5 separate regions of the Mus musculus genome follow, and regions 1, 2, 3 and 4 are each linked to region 5. The links are chromatin contacts, called in public HiChIP or PLAC-seq maps. All regions are on one chromosome and are shown on one strand. The core of a region is the stretch at or near the end of the contact, and the rest is flanking DNA. Distances in the headings are between cores, read along the strand shown.

Region 1 (2,799 bases), core at 257-2,756, 670 kb before region 5:
GTGTACATGTGTAGGTGTGTGCATAAGTGTGTGCATGTGTATATGTGTGTGTATGTGTACGTGTGTGCAATTTGTGTATAAGTGTGTGTGCATGTGTATATGTGTGTGCGTGTGTGTATGTATGTAAAAGTACTGTTGCTACCTTCTTCCTAGAGAGGATGGTGGCTAGAAGACAGTGCTGGGTTTTAGAAGATCAAATTCTTTATATAGTCATAGAAAACCCTGCTGATAATGTGAAGACAAGAGGACTGACTTTGAACACTCTTCATTTCACAGGGGGAAACTGAGGCCTTTGAGCTAGGAAGTGGTTGGCCCATCTCCCTGTTCCCAATCCCCCTCTCAGGACACACAGGGTTTCTGTCCTCAGACAGAGACAGCTCTGACAAAAAAGAAGGTACTGCGGGCCACCACTAAGGACTGTTGAGATGGGGTGGTCAGGAATTTCGGGGTGAAGCTATCGAAGTACCCCTATAGTGGGTATCAGGGGGTCCGGCCCAAGGGAAAGATCCAGAAAGATCTGGAATTGTTGCACTGCAGGCTGGGAGTGGAGAAGGGCTCCTTCCATTATGAAGATGTCCCACTCTGTGCTGCTGACTTTAGCTCACTCTCTCCTTCACCTCTGCTCTAGGAGGGTTCTGAGGTCCCCTGGATTCAGCCTGCAGCCTTTTAATACCTCCTCAGGACTGCTCAAGGGGGACAGCTTCTGTGCCATTTCTGTCTCTGGGTGGAAGGTGCCAAATGCCTTATGGGCAGGTGATCTGCCTCAGCCAGGCTGAGAGTCCTCATCTCCGGCTTATTAAAGAAACTCAATTAGAGGTCTTGTTAAGTGCGTCTTGAGACTTGGGCAGGGAAGGGTGGAGGTGTCTTGGTGGGGGTGAGGGTCGAGTTTCTGAGCTGGGTCAGCCATGCTTCAGATTGAGCATTTAGCAGGAGTGTAAAGAAGCCACTTTGGTGGCCTAGTGTTCCCTGCAGCTGTACCTATTGCCACCTAGGACATTGTGGCAGCAGGGTGGGGCAACCTTGTCTCAGAAAGTCAGGAAGCCTGGAGCTTAACTGCACGAATTATTATCACAAGGAGGGAGGGATTTATTAACATTATTCCAGAGGGGGCACTCTCAGAGTAAGTCACTGAGTTGGGGCTCAGAGGGGTGTGATTTCTAAGGGTGTCAAATTCCTGGAGGTTTTAAAGGGCCAGAGTGATATCGTCACTCCGGAAGTTAGAGTTGTCTAAGCCTGTGTAGTAAGGGGCTGAAGGGCCAGAAAAGGGACGTGACATGTTGGCAGTAGCTTTGGAGTGGGCTGGGGCGGGGCAGCTCTGGGAAGGACTGAGACCTCTGGCTCCTGGGAGGGGAGAGGTAGGAGCAGAATCGCCAGGAATTGACCAATGGGGAAAGAGCCCATATTTGCACTCTGGGAGCTTGGAAATTTCTGATACCCGCCCCTTCAACATCTCCATCCCCCTTCCCGCCCCGGGCATAAAAAGCCACAGGTGAGGGCCTTGTCACTCCTCCTGCGGCCAGCAGTTCTCAGACCTGCGTCCCTTTTTCCTTCGCTCTGGTCTCCCTCCTCATCATGACTTCCTATAGCTATCGCCAGACCTCAGCTATGTCTTCCTTTGGGGGTACGGGCGGGGGTTCAGTACGCATTGGGTCAGGGGGTGTTTTCCGCGCACCCAGCATCCACGGGGGCTCAGGTGGCCGCGGCGTGTCCGTGTCCTCCACCCGCTTCGTGACCTCGTCCTCCGGGAGCTATGGCGGAGTCCGCGGTGGAAGTTTTAGTGGGACCCTGGCTGTGTCTGATGGGCTGCTGTCTGGCAATGAGAAGATCACCATGCAAAACCTCAATGATCGTCTCGCCTCCTACTTGGACAAGGTGCGCGCCCTAGAGCAGGCCAATGGCGAGCTGGAGGTGAAGATCCGCGACTGGTACCAGAAGCAGGGACCCGGACCCTCCCGAGATTACAACCACTACTTTAAGACCATCGAGGACTTGCGCGACAAGGTGGGTAGCGGCCAGGCCCTGGGAGGTGCACCTGTTGGGGTGGTGCGGCAGGGCGGGGAGGTTGTGGAAACTCAGCCCGCGGGTGGACAAGCCCGTTACTACGGGCCGGGCAGGAACCCGCAGGGTGGGGCACAAAGTCTGGGCTGGACCCTGGGATTCGAGTGGAGGCGGGGTGGAAGGGAACTGAGACAGGTTAAGTGGGTGGGGCTTTCGGAAGCGGTGGGGACCTGCTTGGATAGTCAGGGATATCTATCCAAAGAGAGCATTTAACACAGCTTTGGGCTGCCCAGAGATGAAGATACCGAGCCGCAGCCTCAGCTGGGGGTGGGGTGTTGGGGAGGGCTGGGGAGCTGCCGGATATTAGTCTGTAGGCTCAGAGGTCACCTGAGCCTGTGGCCCTCTTCTGGGACTCTTGAGCATTGCTTTCTCCAGTTGTGTGGGTTGTTCCTGTCTGGTTTTCTTTACAGCAGCTGTCCTCTCACTCTCCTCCTCTCCAGCCCAGGGGACCACCTAGGCTCACACGGAGCTACGAGAAGAATGTAAAACCTGGGGGCTGCACAGTAAAACCAGATCTTAAAAAAAAAAACTTCCAGTGAGGTGTGGTAGCTCAGGCCTGTAATCCCAGGAGCAGGTGGATGAGTTCATAGCTATGCCCAGCTACAGTTAACTTGAATCTAGTCAGGGCTACATGAGTCTCTAGGCTCCCACCCGGCCGTCAAACAGCCCGAACAGACAGACAGACAGACAGACAGACAGACAGACAGACAACAACTCTAACACGAAACAAAAGAAAAATAA
Region 2 (2,903 bases), core at 177-2,676, 780 kb before region 5:
TGGTTGACTCCCATCACTCTCGTGTTCTTCCTCAGTCCTTGTCACCTACAAGGTTAATCCAAGGATCAAGAAATGATGTGAATTTGAGAGGGGCAGAGAGAGATTCTTGATGGTGAAGAGTCTAATGTTCCGGGAACCTACTGAGCCTCTGTCACCTGTAGATTGGTGTTGGGAACAACACCCACCATGGGCCTGCTTCTGAGAAGTGTGTAGCAAGCATGACAGGTATTCCTTACCAGTGCAAAGCCCTGTGCACACTGGGCGAACAAAGATACCACGCCCAGCTTGAGCAGTTCCTGGGCAAGATGGTTTCCACATGGGAACTCTGAGACCATGAAGGGGCAGAGTGGGGGTAGGGCTGTTGACAGACAGACAGTATTAGAAGCAAGATAGAATTCCCTTCTACTGAATCCACAGCAGAGCAAGGGGGTGTCCCTGAGTGGGTGAGGGCAGGAGGTGGCATGGAGGAGCTGTGGCTGGGCATTCTCTTAGTGCAGGGGTTTTACGTTAGGAGTCAGAATGTAAAGGTTGGATCGAAAAGCAGCAAGGTTGCAGAGGGAGGATGGAGAGGCTGACCACAGGGAAAGGGTCCTGCAGGCATGCTTCTTTGTGACTTGTATGTGTCCTAAAAGAACTGAGGCCCAGAAGGATGACAAGGTCCTCTGTACTGGGCAGTGAGTGAGAGGCAGTGGGTCTGTGGCAGCATAGTGTGTGGATGCTATGGTGGACACCACTCTGGACATCCTGGTGTCTCAAAGGCAGCTTCCAAATGCAAACTAGATCCTATGGGAATGGAAACCTCTGATTTTTTAGAACTAGAAAGGACTGCAGCTACCCAGCCCAGACTTGTCCCTGTGGAGGGAGAGCAGGCACAGAGAGGGGAGGTGAAAGACTTCAGGATCCCTGTTGAACAACCTAGGTCTACCACGTGCCTTGTAGGATTCATACGACAGTATCCAACTTTGGGATGACATCAGTGAGACTCTAGCCACCAAAGGTTCTCACTGTGGGGCAGGGACTGGTTGACTCACAGCCTGAGGACGCGCCTGCCAGAGGTTGCCTGCACCTAGGGCTCCTTGTTGCTCTCCCCTCAGGCTCCTGGAACAGAAGCCCATTTCTGACTACACAACGTGAGTCAGTAGTGACTTGAATTTGTGTGTTTTTCTCTTGGCCCCACACCCACAGATCTGGGCAGGAACTCTGAGCCAGCAATGGAAGAGAGAGAGTCCACCCTGGGCTGAACAACCCAGAATAGGGTGTTAGACAGGACTGACTGAGGAAATCCCCAGGGGAACTGGAGTCAGCAGTTGGAGGTCCCGCCTTCCCCTGGTGCATATAAAAGAACCTGGAGTCTGAGGCACCCTCAGCATCTGCAGCCTCCACTGAGCAGTTCTCTCTTCTCCCTGCTCACTTGCCCACACTCTCCAGTTCCTCAGCATGGCCACCTGCAGCCGCCAGTTCACCTCCTCCAGCTCCATGAAGGGCTCCTGTGGCATCGGTGGTGGCTCTAGCCGCATGTCCTCCATCCTGGCTGGAGGATCCTGCCGGGCTCCCAGCACCTGCGGGGGCATGTCAGTTACCTCCTCTCGCTTCTCCTCTGGGGGAGTCTGTGGGATTGGAGGTGGCTATGGTGGGAGCTTCAGCAGCAGCAGTTTTGGTGGAGGACTTGGTAGTGGATTTGGTGGTCGATTTGATGGATTTGGTGGTGGTTTTGGTGCTGGTCTTGGTGGTGGTCTTGGCGGTGGTATTGGTGATGGGCTCCTGGTGGGCAGTGAGAAAGTGACCATGCAGAACCTCAATGACCGCCTGGCCACCTACCTGGACAAGGTGCGTGCCCTGGAAGAGGCCAACAGAGACCTGGAGGTGAAGATCCGGGACTGGTACCAGAGGCAGCGGCCCACTGAGATCAAAGACTACAGCCCCTACTTCAAGACCATTGAGGACCTGAAGAGCAAGGTGGGTGGCTCTGGTGGATGAGAGGTTAGAACTACAGTGGCCTTTAGCAAAGACAGTTTTAGAGAGGCTAATACATAGGCAAGAAGACTAAAGACCTTTGGAGGTTAATGGTCATACTTATCCAGAGCAGGGGCTGAGGGTCCTTTAAGAACATCCATGCCTCAGGTGGACCTGGGACCCTGACTCTTAATCTCCTGGAGGATACTTTATGCTGCAAGCTTAGCTCCTTAACTCTGTGCCCAGGATAGGGGTGATGGTAGACATGAGTGCACGTGCATATAACTTGAGCTGTGTAGAGAAGTATGTAATCAGCTGTTGGAAGCTTTAGGAGCTGGCCTGCTGGGCTTGGGGTGGCTCCTTTTGCTCTTCTCTGTCCTTGAGTCGTAGGGTCTCTGGGTGATCTGACTTCGCATCTTTTCATTTTCTCTCTAGATCATTATTGCCACCCAGGAGAATGCACAGTTCACTTTGCAGATTGACAATGCCAGGCTGGCAGCTGATGACTTCAGGACCAAGTGAGCAGCCAAAATGCTGGGCAGAGGGCAGAGGGCAGAGGGCAGAGGGCAGAGGGCAGAGGGCAGAGGGCAGAGGGCAGAGGGCAGAGGCCAGGGACACAGTAGGTCCATCTTCAGCTTTGACTTCTCTCCTTCCAGGTACGAGAATGAGCTGTTCTTGCGGCAGTCCGTGGAGGGTGACATCAATGGCCTGCGCAAGGTGCTAGATGAGCTGACCCTGTCCAGAGCTGACCTGGAAATGCAGATTGAAAACCTCAGAGAAGAGCTGGCCTTCCTGAAGAAGAACCATGAGGAGGTGTGGCTCCTGCTGGGTTTGGGGATGGAGGGCTGGTGTGGTGAGTTTCCCAGGAGATGTGACCATGCTCTTGTGATCTTTCCTAGGAGATGCTTGCCTTGAGGGGTCAGACTGGTGGGGACGTCAATGTGGAGATG
Region 3 (3,091 bases), core at 543-3,042, 750 kb before region 5:
TTTAATGTTCTTTTAACTGTTTGTGGCTGCTGTCACTGTAGAAAGAGCACAGCAGCGAACATCCTTCTACCCAACACTTGTCATGAATAAATGTTTTTGGAATATCTCGTTAGGCTTGCTCTCTGAGATGTAATCACTAAAGGAACAGATAGAAATGTTTCAAGGTTTGTAGTTTGTATTGCCAAACTATTTTCAAGAGGCATTGTGCCAATCCAAATATTTACCATCAGGCAGGCAATGGGAAGGTCCAGTTCAAGACACGCCAGCCAACTTTGAGCATTGTCTCGTGAGAGCTTCCTAAATGAAGTGATGCACCCATCTCTTTTAGAGATGACATCGTTCAGAGACCCTTACACAGAGACACAGACTTGTGCTGTTGAACAGCTCCTGGCCTGGTGCACATGTTTGGAATGGGATGTCAGCACACAGGGTGTGGATCCCATGTTCCCCGTGTGTGGGAGCTGTTGGAAAGAGTGGTTGGTGCTACTATGCTCAAATGGTTTGCCTCTGATCTGTGGACCCATGGGAAATTCATGAGAAAGGCTGCCCCTACACAGATAAGGAAGCTGAGGTGTGTATTTGCTGGTTTTGCTTTATTATGATAAATCACAGGATGCTATGCAACTTCACAAAGCCATTTGTTTTGGCTCATGGCTTCAGAGGCTCAGAGTCCCATTGGCTCAGCCTCTGGTGATGACCTTCTTGTAGGTAGAATCCCAAAGTGGCATAGGGCATCACTTGATAGGACACACAGGAGTGCCAGTGCTTATCTGTTTATCTTGTCTCCTCTTTTTTTTCTTCTGTAGCCACCAGGATTCAATAATGACCTTATTTTAATGGATTCACTTTGCAAAGATGCCCCACCTCCCAACACTGTAGTTGGGTTTAAGTGTCCACCTTCCTGATACCATAGAAATAACTGCAGGAGTTGGGTTCCTGCCTAAGATCCTGGGGGAGAGAGGTGTCATGAACTGTATTCAAATCACAGCAAGGCCCAAGATAATCAAGAGGGGCTGGGAGGAGTAGTATTCTTGGGGCTCAGCAGTAGGTAAAACTCCTTGAAGATCAGGGGTGGCATTTTCCTTGCCCATTGCTACATTTTGCAAACATAAAACAGTTGCCTTTTAAGGCAAAATGGGAAGGAAATTCAGTTGGTAGAGTGCTTGCGCAGTATGCCCAAAGCTCTGGGTTCTGTTCTCCAATACCACACAAATCAGGACTCCAGTGGTGGAGGCAAGAGGATTAGAAGTCCAAGGTCACCTTGGCTTTGTGATTTGAGGTCAGCCTGGAGTACAGGAGACCCTATCTCAGCAAACACACCATGCACAGACACAAATAATACCCAGCGATATTAAGACAGAAATAGTGCCTTGATTCTAGGAGCTTCTCTTAGACAAGGGACCTGACAATCTACCTGGAAATGCCTGCTGATCCAAGTCCCATATCAGCCCTGGCTGCTTCTTGAGCTTCCCGGTCAGGATGGAGAGACTCACGGTGTACCTTGTCACTTGTCCAGTTTGAACACACCCTCAGATTCCTTATGCCTGAGTTAGTGTCAAGGTTTGTGAAACACTGTTTTAGATAATTGCTAAGACAATGGCTAGTGCAAGAGTTAATGATAGCCCGCAACTCTCCCCCGCTGATGCAAATCAATTAGTGGTTAGCGTGTGAGGTTTACTTTCTTTGGGCTTTTTGTTTCCAAGAGCTATAAAAAGTTCAGTGTTTCTTCCCAGTGTCTGAGAGAAGCAATTTCTTATGCTAGACCGCCCACTACTGTGGTTTAAGCCTCTGACGCTCTCTGAAGACAAACACAGAGGAAGCAGGCGAAGCTTGGTGTTTTGTTAGTCAACCAGCTACATTAGACTTTATCTAGCAAGTATGGGCGGGCTCCTTGGGCCATGGGTGGGGCTAAGCCGAGGAGCTTTGGTTAAAAGTCTGCTCTCTCAGGCTGTCATGGAACCTTCTCAGAGGAGTTTCTGTCAGGGAGGCTCATTGTATGGGCACAGGGTAGCCTCCATGGGAGGAAGATAATGCTGTAGAAGACAAGTACTGTTTTGAGTCCTGAGGGATGGCATTCTTGACCTGGCCCTTCCTCTACTGTTATCTGGGTTGCTATGGAGACAGACATAGGTGTAGCTCTACTCCCAACAGTTGAATGTTTCTGATGGGATCTTGTGCAGATAAAGGGGTGACAGGCAGATACCAGCACTTCTGGAGACTTCCTTTCCAATTTTACCTCTTGTTGACACATCTGGCCTCAAGGGTCCTTCTTCTTCCTCCAGTTATTAAGCTGTTACACATAAAGTGGATGCCTCTCTCCTTTCCTTCATTTCTCTATGGCAAAATAGAAAATATAAGAAAAACACTTTTCTATCTCTTAGTGCTCAGAGTTTTAAGTTCCCTTAGAGTATTTTCTAGCTGCATTATACATGGTATGTGTGGAAGATAATTTTTCAAATTGCACAAGTGCTACCTTTAATGTTAAGTTTATAGAAAGGTGGTGGTGGTGGTGGTGGGGTGCTGGAGAGATGGCTCAGCAGTTAAGAGAACTGGTTACTTTTCCAGAGTTCCTGAGTTCAATCCCCAGCAACCACATGGTGGCTCACAAGCATCTATAATGGGATCTGATGCCCTCTTCTGGTCTGTGTGGAGACAGCGACAGTGTACTCACATATAATAAGTAAATAAACAAATATTTAAAAGTTAATAGAAAAAAATAAGTGCCAAAGGATGTAGGAGCCAGGAGCTGTGGCACACCCACCACCCCAGCTACTCAGGAGGCTGAGGCAGGAGGATCACTTGAGCTCTAAGTTGTTTGCTTGGTTCATTGAGTTGGTTTGATGTTTTTGCTTTCTTTTTCTTTAGAGGGGCTGAGGATTGAACTGAGAGACTCATGCATGCTGAGCAAGCACTAGATCCAGTATTTGCCTGTTTGATTGATTGTTTTTAATCGGGGACTCACCGTGTAGCCCAAACTGGCCTTCAACTCAAGATTTTCCTACCTCTGCCTCTCAAATGCTGCAGTTACAAGAACCACGATACCTGTCTTTGCAGCCTTTTTAAATTTGGAAATTGATGTGGTATTCAATAA
Region 4 (2,774 bases), core at 100-2,599, 650 kb before region 5:
AGGTATATACTCAGAAGAGGTATCATGAGTTTTCAGAGTGCTAGAAAGTTCTGGAAGGTGATTGCACAGGAGATGCATAGGTGATAGTGCAATTGAACACTTATGATTTATAAACTTTATTCTATACAAAATGGATCTAAAATGAGTCTTGGGCATGGTATAACTAGCCTTGGGGTTCAGTTCTGATTCTACTTTATGACTTGGTTCTCTGTGTAAAGTGGGAGATACTAGAGAAGCCACCTCTCGGGGCTGCTGCTAAGATCCTTGAGAGTGAGTGCAGAACTTGTGAGATGCTCAGCAGACCCGAGTTTCATTCCTGGGACACACAATGTAGGCGAGCATTCACTCCTGACACTTGTCCTCTGATCTCCACAGTGTACGGCACTAGTACTAGTGCACAAAATAAATATATACAATTAGAAATTGAGTGTAAAATACTTAGGCTCTAAGCATCTTAGTGGGGTTGCTGTCTCTTCCTGTGTCTTGGTCTCCTCAGCTAGGTTTGCTTTCTGAGGTCTCTTAGGGTCTCTTAGTGTTGCTTTTTATAGCCATTTTCTTCTTTATTTTAATATTTATTTTTAACTATTGGTTATGATTGTCTGACTGCATGTATTTTGTGCATCATGAGTGTTTATGGTGCCTACAAAGTCCAGAGGAGGGAATGGGATACCCTGGAACAGGAGTTACAGACAGTTGTAAGCCCTCATATGGGTGTCAGGACCAGAACTTGGGTCCTTGCCCAGAATAGCAAATATTCTTAACCATGGAGCCAACTCTCCAGCCCCTAGAACCATTTCTTTTTCAGGCTCAAGGTGTCCAATGAGGCTAATTCTTTATGATCAACAAAATTTGTGATCAGAATTGTTGGGAGCATTGGCATAGATGAAGAGCTAAGGGGTTTCCAGAACATTCCATCCAGCCATTTTAGAGGTAGAAAAGAAGGGTGGTGAGGGCTATGGGGATTTCACCCAGCATGGGGCCACTTTGCAGTCTGGCCTTCCCCCCTCTCCCCCAAGGAGGCTATCTGATAGACCCTTGTGGTTCAGTCCCTGTTCTAATACTGGGCAGGGCTGGGATATGGAACTTCTTAACTGGAAAGGTGAAGTAGAATTTGGTTGTCAAAAGAAGTCTGAAGCAGAACACTGCTCCCTCTGAATCATCCCTTTTGTTAAGGATTAAAAAGAAAAAAGCCACCCCAAAGACATAACCCACCCTAGAGAGTAGAGGTAACTGGGCTTGTGGGAAAGGAGGAACAGCTGGCATCAGGTCAGAGGGTGGGGAAGGGAGGAGAGAGGATGTCCCACCCCTGTGGAGGACGCATAAAAGGCATGCACGGCAGGGAAGTGCCATAGTCTTCTCTTGGCCTTGGTCAAGTTCAGCTCCTGTCTGCTCTCTCTCTCTCACCTTCTTGCTCCCACCATGAGCTGCCGCTTCCAGAGTTCCTCCATGAGCTATGGAGGTGGTTTCGGAGCTGGTTCTTGCCAGCTTGGAGGAGGCCGTAATATCTCCTCCTGCTCATCTCGGTTTGTCACTGGAGGGTCAGCTGGAGGCTATGGAGGGGGCATGAGCTGTGGCTTTGGTGGAGGAGCTGGTGGTGGCTTTGGAGGTGGCTTTGGAGGTGGCTTTGGAGGTAGCTATGGCGGAGGTTTTGGCGGTGGCTTTGGTGACTTCGGAGGTGTCGATGGTGGCCTCCTCTCTGGCAACGAGAAGATCACCATGCAGAACCTCAATGACCGCCTGGCCAGCTACCTGGATAAGGTGCGCGCCTTGGAGGCAGCCAATGCCGACCTGGAGGTGAAGATTCGTGACTGGCATCTGAAACAGAGCCCAGCTAGTCCAGAGCGGGACTACAGTGCTTATTATAAGACCATCGAGGAGCTCCGGATCAAGGTGAGGCCTCTGATGCTAAGAAGTTTTCCTCAGGACAGGGCAGAGCCTCAGAGGCCAGGCCATGCAGTGTTACAGACGACCAGGTGTGGATGGAATCGACCTTCTTCTTGCAAGGGGAATATTGTAACTTTGTACTACCGAGAGTCTCCGCTACTGAAATTTTCTTATGCCATGACCCAAATGCATTCTCTCCCACACTTCATGTTTATTGGTGTCATGACTCCTGCCAAGTCTTTTTTTAATGGCTTCCTGAACTGTTACTTGTGACTCAGTTGCTATAACCTACGACTGACTTACTTGGAAATGTGACATTTTAAAAAAGTCACTGCAAACGGATAAACCGGATAAAGAAAAGATATCGTTGTTCACTGTTTATTTTGGAGAAACCCCATAGACTTATTCTCAGTGGGCAATGACTCAGAGGGTGTAAAGAGGCTGAGACTCAGGCTGGTACAGAGCCTGGAAGCCCTCAGTGTGGCCTGTCAATCACACTGCGACACCAACTTGTCAGAGCAGAAGTCTACTAGCCTGGGTCAGGCCCCAATTACACAAAGCAGGCTTTAAATGCTTACGCTGTAAATGTTCAGGCATTCAAGTGGATGCCTGAGTTCAAGAGAGTTGAGTGGATGGGTTTTCCTCTTTGCTTATCTGGGAGGTCAGCTCCAGGAGCATGGCCAGAATACATCTGGAGTCACACTGAGCCCCTTCTGATCTGAAGGGGGAAAGCTATCAAGACAGTGACTTAGGGAGTTGATAGCTCTGAGATACGACTACTGGAAGATGTTCTGAGTGGGTGGGGCCTCTGAAATGGCCATCATTGGTCTCTCCCACCCTGGTCTGATGGGGAATATTCAAGAGGAAAAGGAGAGAGTTGGCTTTGCCTC
Region 5 (3,095 bases), core at 220-2,719:
TAAATTGAGAACAAATAAAAAGAGTTGTTTAAGCTCATAACGTTTGTGTTATTTCTTATATAGAAATAACTAAAGCAGACGAGAAAATCGGAGTGTCTTAAATACAAAAATAGTATTTGCCCGATGACAGTAGCTGATTTATTTTACCATAGCTAAAAAGTACATTTTTATCCCATTGAGACTCAGAGGAACCTTTTGTTAACACTCAAATGGAACTTTCCAGAAGTCTTGGTTCAACAGAGACAGGTGAAGCATCAAAGAGAAAGAAGCTAAGGTTTGCCCTCCTCAGAAGCTGAGGTCTGCCCTCCTCAAAGACCATAGAGAATAAAGCCACTTCCCCTGTGTTTTCATAGCTGCCCTCTCTGCCCTGTCCCATGAGGGGACAAGCAGTGGTTGACTCTAGCCTGAACAGGAGAGAGAACGCCTGCTCCTCCCAGAGCATGCTGGGATGTCCAAGTGGATTCTTATCTTTGAGTTTCAATTGCTTCCGACTGTTTGCCTTCCTCATTCCACAGACGTTAATAATTTCCCTATAAATATTCATCGCTCTCAGTGTCACACAGATGGAGTTTCATCGCAGGGCGATCCATTTCAACACAGGCAGCCTCCACCTGGAGGGTAATACCATTCAAGGATGAGATGATCGTGACCCTCAATGACTCCCAGTTACATTAATCAGTTGTTAATACCTTGGGATTAAAAACTCCTTCATTCTGGGCTAGACTCTTACGATCTTTAATCAATAAATGCTTTTAGAAGTGGGAACAAAACACCCATGGAAGGAGTTACAGAAACAAAGTTTGGAGCTGAGATGAAAGGATGGACCATGTAGAGACTGCCATATCCAGGGATCCACCCCATAATCAGCATCCAAACGCTGACACCATTGCATATACTAGCAAGATTTTATCGAAAGGACCCAGATGTAGCTGTCTCTTGTGAGACTATGCCGGGGCCTAGCAAACACAGAAGTGGATGCTCACAGTCAGCTAATGGATGGATCACAGGGCTCCCAATGGAGGAGCTAGAGAAAGTACCCAAGGAGCTAAAGGGATCTTCAACCCTATAGGTGGAACAACATTATGAACTAACCAGTACCCCTGAGCTCTTGACTCTAGCTGCATATGTATCAAAAGATGGCCTAGTCGGCCATCACTGGAAAGAGAGGCCCAATGGACACGCTGACTTTGTGTGCCCCGGTACAGGGGAACGCCAGGGCCAAAGGGGGGGAGTGGGTGGGTAGGGGAGTGGGGGTGGGTGGGTAAGGGGGACTTTTGGTATAGCATTGGAAATGTAAATGAGCTAAATACCTAATAAAAAATGGAAAAAAAAAATTGAACCTTGAAAAAAAAAAAAAAAAAAAAAAAAAAAAAGATTGGGGGGGGGGGTTAGCATATGCCCTGGAGTGTTCGTGTTTCCTGGGCATGCTGATTTCCTGACTCGACAACGTGTCTGAGTTCATTCCTGGATGTGACTCATCCCTTCTCACTTACTATCTCATCACCACTGCCTGTCACATCTTTTTAAGGAGGATTAGAACATTTCCAGAACTTTCCGTTGAGATCATTTAAAAAGGAAAAGAACATGCCCCTGCTGTAAGGTAATGGGCTGGTTTAACTCAGTTGAGTTTTCTCTACCATCTCTGTGCATGGCTCTGTGTGTCTACATCAGTTTAATCATCCCAGCACTCACCAAAAATCTCCCTCTGAATTTTAAATGAGAATTCATCTAATGAAATTATGAATCATTTCAAGAAGACTACCGGTCTATGCTAGTTTCAAGATACATGTATACAACACAACCCAACACTCATACACATGACATAAAAATATATACATACTAGAAAAATATTAATAACTAACCATGGCTGGGAGGGTGACTCATTTGGTAAAGCACTTGCCTTGCAAGCACAAGAGCCTGAGTCCAGCACTCATAAAAATTCCAAGTGCGGTAGCACATGCTTGTGGGGAAGAAGAGAGTGTAGGATTCCAGGGCCTCTGAGTCTAGCTAAACTAAGCCTCATTCGTGAGCTCTAGGCCAGTGAGAGATCCCACCTCAAAAGCTGTGTACGGTGTTCCTGAGGATGTCTTCCGTTGCTCTCCAGTGTCCACACACGTGTGCATAACCAAACACACAAGCACACCTGCTTGTACGCATGTGCCCAGACCCAGATGATTGTGGGTGTGCATATGCACATATGTGTACCTTTAAAAGCCTGTGAGCCCTTCATCTATGTTACACATTGACTTCGTGTAACACGGCCATAGCCATGCACGACTTCATTGTCTGCACTTTGCAATCTATGAAACCGAGGCTCAGATGGAGCACGTTGACGTGCCTGGGATCCCTTAGTCATAAAATGGTGGCTCCTGAATTTGTGCCCAATGTGCTTCTGCTTTATGCCACAAGAGTCACAAACGATTTCCAAAGAGTTGTGAAAAAAAAAACTAAACATGCATCATGCAGTTTAATGGACATTTGCTAAATGTGTTTTTTTTTTTATCTGAAATGTGAAGCCAGGATGGGAAATCTGAGTTTTCAGATTTGAAGGCAGCTGGACTCCCATATTCCAGTGGTGATCAGACCTGATCTTATTGACATCGTACCAGCACTGTATGTGTGAGTCGGATAATCAGGACCAAAGAGTGACAGGATATTATAACCGTCTCACTACCCAAAACTTGAAGCATTCATGCAATGCTGTCTACAGACACGATCTCTTAACCTGAAATTAACAGCCCCTAAAATTGCATCCATTCTTACTAGGGAAACTGACTTCCTCCCTGAGAATTGGCAAATGTCAAACCTAGAGGGTGTCACACCTCAGATGTGTGCCAAGTTAGACCACACACCACTCCTAGTTTCTAGAATCCTCTCTGCCACATACCGAACCCCAAGGATCAGGGAAGATGAACAGAAGGAAGTAATAATGACAGATCACTATTGCCCCAGATATTTTCAACAGCCATTAAGGCAGAAATATTTTATTCGGTCTTATCACAAAGGCGTAGTATGAAGATTTCCACCCATCGTTTCCAGCAGCTTCGGGAGCCATGGTTTCGAGTCACCACCCAGCCACAAGCCTTGGGAACCAG

The links. HiChIP or PLAC-seq counts read pairs in DNA pulled down with a chosen protein or histone mark.
Region 1: a contact with region 5 is called in an HNF4G HiChIP or PLAC-seq map of pancreatic cancer cells. The contact joins the promoter of Krt19 here to the enhancer-like site in region 5. A contact is called at or near these places in 25 of 39 promoter capture datasets (the 3T3-L1 cell line, 3T3-L1-derived adipocytes, the C10 cell line and 15 more), 3 of 15 datasets of contacts at CTCF or cohesin (the NIH/3T3 cell line and large pre-B cells), 5 of 484 Hi-C or Micro-C datasets (adipose-derived mesenchymal stem cells, embryonic fibroblasts, forebrain neurons and 2 more), 9 of 115 datasets of contacts at active chromatin or transcription factors (craniofacial prominence, embryonic fibroblasts, embryonic limb bud and 5 more) and 4 of 9 other capture datasets (adipose tissue, embryonic stem cells, liver and 1 more).
Region 2: a contact with region 5 is called in a CTCF HiChIP or PLAC-seq map of the NIH/3T3 cell line, with 5 read pairs. The contact joins the promoter of Krt16 here to the enhancer-like site in region 5. A contact is called at or near these places in 21 of 39 promoter capture datasets (the 3T3-L1 cell line, 3T3-L1-derived adipocytes, the C10 cell line and 13 more), 2 of 15 datasets of contacts at CTCF or cohesin (both in the NIH/3T3 cell line), 1 of 115 datasets of contacts at active chromatin or transcription factors (embryonic stem cells) and 3 of 9 other capture datasets (liver, macrophages and pancreatic islet).
Region 3: a contact with region 5 is called in a FOXA1 HiChIP or PLAC-seq map of pancreatic cancer cells. The contact joins two enhancer-like sites. A contact is called at or near these places in 4 of 39 promoter capture datasets (3T3-L1-derived adipocytes, the C10 cell line, cranial neural crest and 1 more), 3 of 15 datasets of contacts at CTCF or cohesin (the NIH/3T3 cell line, embryonic stem cells and large pre-B cells), 2 of 484 Hi-C or Micro-C datasets (embryonic stem cells and nephron progenitors), 2 of 115 datasets of contacts at active chromatin or transcription factors (astrocytes and pancreatic cancer cells) and 1 of 9 other capture datasets (embryonic stem cells).
Region 4: an HNF4G HiChIP or PLAC-seq map of pancreatic cancer cells shows a contact between it and region 5. The contact joins the promoter of Krt13 here to the enhancer-like site in region 5. A contact is called at or near these places in 6 of 39 promoter capture datasets (embryonic stem cells, liver and second pharyngeal arch cranial neural crest), 3 of 15 datasets of contacts at CTCF or cohesin (the NIH/3T3 cell line, embryonic stem cells and large pre-B cells), 3 of 115 datasets of contacts at active chromatin or transcription factors (differentiating embryonic stem cells, kidney and pancreatic cancer cells) and 3 of 9 other capture datasets (adipose tissue, embryonic stem cells and macrophages).

Annotation. Positions count from the first base shown.
Region 1 is chr11:100,144,633-100,147,431 of GRCm38.p6, reverse strand. Krt19 (keratin 19) reads left to right here and starts at 1,506. Exons shown (of 6, transcript NM_008471.3): 1 at 1,506-2,001. The coding sequence starts at 1,573.
Region 2 is chr11:100,247,425-100,250,327 of GRCm38.p6, reverse strand. Krt16 (keratin 16) reads left to right here and starts at 1,426. Exons shown (of 8, transcript NM_008470.1): 1 at 1,426-1,956; 2 at 2,389-2,471; 3 at 2,610-2,766; 4 at 2,853-2,903. The coding sequence starts at 1,438.
Region 3 is chr11:100,220,627-100,223,717 of GRCm38.p6, reverse strand. No RefSeq gene overlaps it. Among named protein-coding and RNA genes, the nearest start is that of Krt14, 15 kb to the right of the region's middle. Within about 2 kb of position 1,792, at least 10 of the 459 cell types and tissues checked have an H3K27ac peak or open chromatin away from gene starts, as enhancers often do. A contact at or near this core is called in pancreatic cancer cells, where this site is marked.
Region 4 is chr11:100,120,141-100,122,914 of GRCm38.p6, reverse strand. Krt13 (keratin 13) reads left to right here and starts at 1,349. Exons shown (of 8, transcript NM_010662.2): 1 at 1,349-1,890. The coding sequence starts at 1,420.
Region 5 is chr11:99,470,980-99,474,074 of GRCm38.p6, reverse strand. No RefSeq gene overlaps it. Among named protein-coding and RNA genes, the nearest start is that of Krt23, 21 kb to the left of the region's middle. Within about 2 kb of position 1,469, at least 45 of the 459 cell types and tissues checked have an H3K27ac peak or open chromatin away from gene starts, as enhancers often do. A contact at or near this core is called in the NIH/3T3 cell line, the SN4741 cell line, adipose-derived mesenchymal stem cells and 4 more, where this site is marked.